Regions from separate parts of the Danio rerio genome. Here region 1 is linked to region 2. Evidence: chromatin contacts called from public HiChIP or PLAC-seq data. All regions are on one chromosome and are shown on one strand. The core of a region is the stretch at or near the end of the contact, and the rest is flanking DNA. Distances in the headings are between cores, read along the strand shown.

Region 1 (3,244 bases), core at 35-2,534, 120 kb before region 2:
TTTCATAGCCGGCCGTTTCACATCATCTCCGCGTGTTTGGAAGGGAAACCGCTGTTGTTTTTAAACACACACACACACACACACACACACGCGGAGGGTTTTTCCCGCACACACGCGAATCACAGACTCGTAATCGTGGAAAAGTTTCGACAGTTCAGTTTCCACCGGCTGCAGTGTGTGAAGCAGCTGTCCTGGAGCTCAGACACCCGAGCCCTCCTCAAACACGCAGGAATGCATCTTTGTCTCGGTGAGGGCAGCTCAAAGAAGAGTTCAGAAAGCGGACCAGAGTGAAGCCCGCGGAGCGCGTGCACGAGCTGGACATAACGCGCGCCGCCGACAATCTGAATTCAACAGCAGAACTTCAGAACAAAACACAGAATTTCTGAATTTCACATCACATTTCTACAAGCTAAGCGCAAATAAATGAAGCTGTGTGGCAGGACAAGCTCTGTTATTATTATTATAGATATAAAAAATATACAAGAATACCGATTATCATAGGCTAATTCACTTACAGCTGACACTTTAACTGGACTAACATTAGTTTCAGCAAAACCCAAACTCCACAGCTCAGCCCACACTTCACTATTATATGACGTTAATCAATCCTCGAGGTGTTTAATGAGTTATTATGACACACAAAACCGCTGAAGGAGAGAAACTGCTGCTAAATCAGGACCAGACTCCAACAAAGAGGAAAATCTCAATGAGAGCGCCACAGTGAGAGCATGAGCGTGTTCATTAATGCTGCAGATCAGTGATTAGTTTATTCATCATCATCCTCATCCTCCTCATTGATCTGCGGCTCCTGCTGATAGTGTTTATTATTGGTCATCAGGTTGTGACTTCATCAGCCGGAGCCACAGCACTGACTGAATGAAGGCTAGCTCGCTAACATTAGCCGCTGTCAGCCACCGTAAATAAACACCGTAAAGTCTCCGTGTGTCCCGCACAAACCTGCAGTCAGACACCGGTGATGACCAAAAAGCGTCACGGTAAAGCAAGCGGTGAACCCTGAGCAGCCCCGGGTGCTCGCCCCTCCCGCATTCAGCACTCAATCTTACCTGAACCGGAGAGCTCCGTGCAGCGGCCGTGGAGCCTGACCTTCTCGTTGGTGTCTTGTAAGCAGTGAATCCACCGGTGTTTCTCGTTATTCTCTCCGGTCACGGTGCGTCAGTTCTCTCCGCTCTCCCTTCTCCACTTCTTAAAATGGCGGCGCTCGGACCCAGCTCTTATACGAGGAATGCAGCTCGTGTGTCCTTCCGCCGCCGGAAAATTAGAGCGCGGCGGTGGCTCCGTCCCCGGTGAGTGACGCCGAGCGACAGCATCACACGGACACGGTAATAATCAATAAATGCTTGACAGCACCGAAAGCCCGGGTCAGGATTGTGATGACAATCTGCAGAGACGCCGGGAGAGTGGAATGCGCGGAGGCATACAGTGGCTCCAGGAAGGGCGAGGTGCGGTCATTAGGCTGGAATGTGGATCTCCTTCTGAACGGATACAAAGGTGAGATTATTGAGGAGAAACATCTGAGCTCAGCTCTCTCCTGCGCCTTCACATGCGCTCTTACTTACTCATGTCGCTATTATTGCTTATTTTTTACTTTATTCCTTCATTATTTGCCTTTATATCTCTGTACAACACTTTGAGCAACTTAAACATGCTCTGAACTAAATAAAGTTGAAAGTTTATTTACCATCCTCATATCCTTCATAGTAAATCATGAGGAGCACTGAACACTGATTATTGCTCATGCATGCTCTGATCATGACTATATTTCTGTCAATATTAACACTTGATATTTTAATAGTAGTATTAATAATAAACGGCCTTAAAGCAAGAAGGTCTCTGGTTCGAGTCTCGGCTGGGTCAGTTGGTGTTTCTGTGTGGAGTTTGCATGTTCTCCCTGTGTTGGTGTGGGTTTCCTCCGGGTGCTCCGGTTCCCCCCACAGTCCAAACACATGCGCTATAGAGGAATTGATTAACTAAACTGGCCGTAGTGTATGAGTGTGTGTGTGAATGAGTGTGTATGGGTGTTTCCCAGCACTGGGTTGTAAAACACATGTGACACAGGCGACCCCTGATACATAAGGGACTAAGCCGAAGGAAAATGAATGAATGTATAATAATGTCAACACTGATTGTAAAACTCTAACTCTAGCAGAACACTAATGCACTGACAAGTGCAGACCGTGTACATATTGAGCTTTTGTTTATGTTGTATATTTGCTACAATCAAAGATAAACATAAAATTCCCTAAACTCATGTTTTGCCACTGTTCATGTTAACACTTAAAACACGTTTATAATAGTCAAAGTTTTATTTTCATATATCAGTAAAGCCAATAAATCAATAAGGAGTGAGGTTAACCTGGATAACACTGCTCTAGCTGGCCTTCATTACAACCCTAAACATCACTCCCATCCCGGATGAGCGAACCCACCCGTCCCACTGCACCCACCCGCTCTGAGCTGGGATGGAACTGGTGGAGGCTGAAGACAGTGACCAGCAGCTTCTGTTGCTATGGAGCAGCTGTACAGGTCAGAGGAGTGAGCTTCACCTGCACACACTACAGCAGCCGGCCTCCACTACACAAGACAGAAGCTCAGGAGTAAAGCATGAGGAGCGCTGACAGCAGAGTTCTGCTCCATCATCTGGAGGAATATTTCACAAACGACACATCATCATCTGTGTTTTAGATTTGCGTAATTTACAGTAAACTGTATCATCACACACACACACACACACACACACACACACACACACTCTGTGGTTTTAGGAAATATCTTTCACTGGCGTCAGTCTTGTTGTGAAACGTCAGATTCGCCAGTTTTATTTTCTCTGCGATAAACAATAAACAGCAGCCCGGATAATGAAAAGCAGAGTGTAGGAGCGCTCAGTGCGAACGCAACTATTACAGGAACACACACACACACACACACACTGCTGTGTTTTGTCTCGAGTGTGTGTTTTCTCTGCTGTGACTGCAGTGATTCACTAAACTCGTTATTCTGTTTTCATTATTTTTCTTTCATTCATCTTCTGCCGCTTTTGCGGGGCCGGGTCGCGGGGGCAGCAGTCTTAGGAGAGAACCCCAGACTTCCCTCTCCCCAGACACTTCCTCCAGCTCCTCCGGGGGGATTCCGAGGCGTTCCCAGGCCAGCCGAGAGACATAGTCCCTCCAGCGTGTCCTGGGTCCTCCAGATGGGACGTGCCTGGAACACCTCTCTAGGTAGGCGT
Region 2 (3,474 bases), core at 177-2,676:
ACCTGCAGTTTCTTGAACAATAGTCATAGCTGCGGGTGCATCACCGCAAGTCTACAAACTCCCAAACTCACATTTACGATTCTGACCTTCATTCTAAGTCTGTAAATAGGTTAATTGAAATTCAGGTCTATTAATTGAGAAGAAAACAAACTTACAATAGTGAGCAGGTCAGAAATAAAATAAAAATTCTTTATCGATGACGAAAGCAGCTGATATTCAGCTCAGTGGATGATCTCCATCAGTATATCCGTCTATTGATTATTAAACACTGATCGGCATTATCATCTGACAGCAGGAGGGCGGGAAAACACGAGAGATCACTTCTGTGAATGGATATTTTATCAGATGTGAACTCTCTCTCTGTCTGCAGTGACAGTCAGTGTTTGTTTACCTCAGTCAATTAAACAGCAGGTAAAGGTGTGTTGCTCAAATGTGTCTCTTACTTGCACTTGTCCTTCCGGTTAAACTCGCGCGACTTCTGCGCGCTTCCGTCCTGATGGCGGTCTTCGCCTCACCGGCAAACAGTCTCCTCTGTGTTCCCTTTTCCCGCCGAGGCACGGTCGGCCGCGAGAGTGTGTTCTGAGCGCCGTGTTTTACCGATTGTCGCGCGGGCGGAATGAGTTCTGGCGGTTCGACGGAAACATTAACGTTACCAGACTCGACGCTGTTTATAACGGAGAGCGCATGCGCGTCCGTTGGGCCGACAATCACGCGCTTCCCGCCATTTCGCGGTTTGTTTCTGGCGAAGCACAACGCTAAACGCAACCGGCAGAAGATTTCGCGTTTATGTTCGGATAACCGGTTTTTGGAGGCCGGCATAGCCTCGGGATCTGCTCCGGTAATAACACTCACTTTGGAGGAGACTGTACCTGGATCAGCTGTTGCCGGTTTCGGAGAGCCGCCGTCCACAGGTGGATTCACAGCACACACGGGTTTAACGTTAGATCCGGTCCATCGCCGTTTATTCGGCTCCGGTTTATTCTCCGGTTTAAACGAGTCCCGCTTCAGTTTGATCCTCGTGCCACACGGGAACATCTCTGACGCATGCGCGAACGATAAAACCGCACCTGTGGCGGAATAAACGACTTAAAACTTCTCAGTGTCACAAATATCAGCTTTCAGACACTAAACCGACTGATGGATTCAACACAACCGATTCTGAGAATCAAACAACATCAACGGAAGCAACGGACGAGTAACTTAGATGACGAGCGCGTGAACGGAGAAACGTGCGTCTGACGCGATGAAAATAAAACTCAAGCGGTTATACAAACAGACGTATAGTACGTCGACAGCCAGTGTTTTATAAAGAGACTATTGATTAAATAGTTGTTCCTCAATACCTGTCCGCGTCACTGTTTATTACTAATAGAATTAAACACACTCCCACGTCCAATCTCCGTGTCAGGCATGCGCAATGGAGCTCAGCGTGATCGAGCGGTCAGTGGGAAACACACCGCCGCCGCGTGGCGCATTCACACACTGCACTAGTGCTGTTTACATTCAAGTGGCACTCACTTTACATGAAAACACAAACAAATGACATATTACAAATAGGATCAGTTCTGTTTCCATCTCGTCAATGTTTTTGATTATTTTTTAATTTATACCATGTTCATTAAGAGTCAGTGCAGTGTTGACAGAACTGAACTAATATGATCATCATACTTATTGCTTACAGTGTGTGTGTGTGTGTGTGTGTGTATACTTGTGAATTTAATTGTCCTCACTTATATAGTGAAATATAAAGTGTTGACATTTTCACTAATTAAAACACGTATCAATCAGCCAGAGCGGGCTTTTGTTACTTTATAATGATCATGCACTTTTTTCCTGTGAGGGTTGTTTATGAGTAGAGTTCATCCAGACAGAAATACGAAGGAAGTCATGGGCAGTGTCCTCACTAAGATAGTAAAACAAGTGTTTGTGTGTGTGCATGAGAGCAAGCACAATTGTTCCACAATGCATTTGTGGCTATTTAAAGTGTAAGAATGTATATTAGGGGATTTTGTGAGATGTTTTAGCATTTAAAGCACTGCTAATCTCGTGCACATTATTTATTTACTGCATGGATAAATGAAGAGTGTTCTGTGTGCTGTGATGTGCTGGACTTATTGCCAGTTTATCTCTGAAATGCTGTTTTGACAAAATCTTTGTATAGAAATAATGCAGTGTGCATCAACACACAAATATTGTTTGTTTGCATTATTTACTAAAATCTAAAATGTTTAAATGAAAACCTAAGCAGATTAATTAAAGATGATATGAAGAGCACTTAAGTTTATTATTATTATGCACACAAGTTTATATTCTGTGGTAATCTGCTGCTGCTATGACACAAGTGAACTTCTGTATCTCCTATATCTCTGGCCATCTGAGATGAACTGTTAAATAGAGAAGAACACACTCGATGACCTGTTGGTGTTGAAACAGCAGTGACTGCTGAGATATTTATCTGATTTCACCGCATGTTTGTGCACATTTGCATCTATATATATATATATATATATTTTACTGTAGACTCTTCCATAAAGCTGATGTAGATCAGCACTCTTTACCACTCGAGGACAGACAGGTATGAATATTAATGAAGCTTTATTTTCAATATCATTTGACTAATCCAGCAAGCTGTAGTTAATATATATTTTAGTTATTTGATCATCAGTTTGTTTCTCACTGTTTTATAATCTTCATTAAGTGTGATTTTATGATGTCTAATTATCTGTGATGTTTGTTGTGACGGTGTCTCAGATCATGATGGGTGAACCTGTGATGTTGTGGCTCGCTCTGCTCTTGGGGTTGTGTGTCACTGATGTGGCGCCGGGTGAGTTCACATTTATTATTCACATTTATACATGAGGGCTGCATGGGGGAACAGTGGGTAGCACTTTCACCTCACAACCAGTAGGTCACTGGTTCGAGCCTCGGCAGGGTCAGTTGGCGTTTCTGTGTGGAGTTTGCATGTTCTCCTCGTGTTGGTGTGGGTTTCCTCCGGGTGCTTCAGTTTCCCTCAAACAAAGCCCAATTGTCTGTAGATTAATAAAGGGACTAAGTCGAAAAAGAATGATTTAATCATGAACCTATGCTTTTATAGAAAAAGATTTACAAATGAGGATAAAAGAAGCACTTCATCATCAGAGAGCATCTGTAGATATAAAGGGCTCCCACTGCTCATGGAAACACTGAAATATGTTAAAAAGTTCTTCCAGATATTGAAAATATATATATTATTATGTAAATTCAGGGATTTCTTTTAGGTAATTTTAATTTAAACTTATCAAAATGTAATTTTCTATATTAGTTTTGCCCCTGTTATTATTGGTTTGGCTTTTTTCAGCTCCATTTTACTTCTCTAAGCCAGTGTTTCTCAACCACGTTCCTTTAGTACCACCAGCACTACATATTTCCAGGTCTCTTTAACCAAACACAAATCAAACTCAGATCATCAACTCTTCAGCAGAGACTGAAAGACCT

The links. HiChIP or PLAC-seq counts read pairs in DNA pulled down with a chosen protein or histone mark.
Region 1: a contact with region 2 is called in an H3K4me3 HiChIP or PLAC-seq map of gastrula embryo, with 3 times the contacts expected there. The contact joins the promoter of cfap44 here to the promoter of topaz1 in region 2. A contact is called at or near these places in 2 of 4 datasets of contacts at active chromatin or transcription factors (embryo and gastrula embryo).

What each region holds. Positions count from the first base shown.
Region 1 is chr19:51,432,247-51,435,490 of GRCz12tu, reverse strand. cfap44 (cilia and flagella associated protein 44) reads left to right here and starts at 1,284. Exons shown (of 34, transcript XM_073931981.1): 1 at 1,284-1,509. The coding sequence starts at 1,392. ctnnb2 (catenin, beta 2) reads right to left here and starts at 1,194. Exons shown (of 16, transcript NM_001001889.1): 1 at 1,065-1,194.
Region 2 is chr19:51,316,186-51,319,659 of GRCz12tu, reverse strand. topaz1 (testis and ovary specific TOPAZ 1) reads right to left here and starts at 1,426. Exons shown (of 19, transcript XM_073931970.1): 1 at 1,344-1,426. si:ch73-359m17.2 reads left to right here and starts at 518. Exons shown (of 7, transcript NM_001083874.1): 1 at 518-911; 2 at 2,752-2,824. The coding sequence starts at 2,755.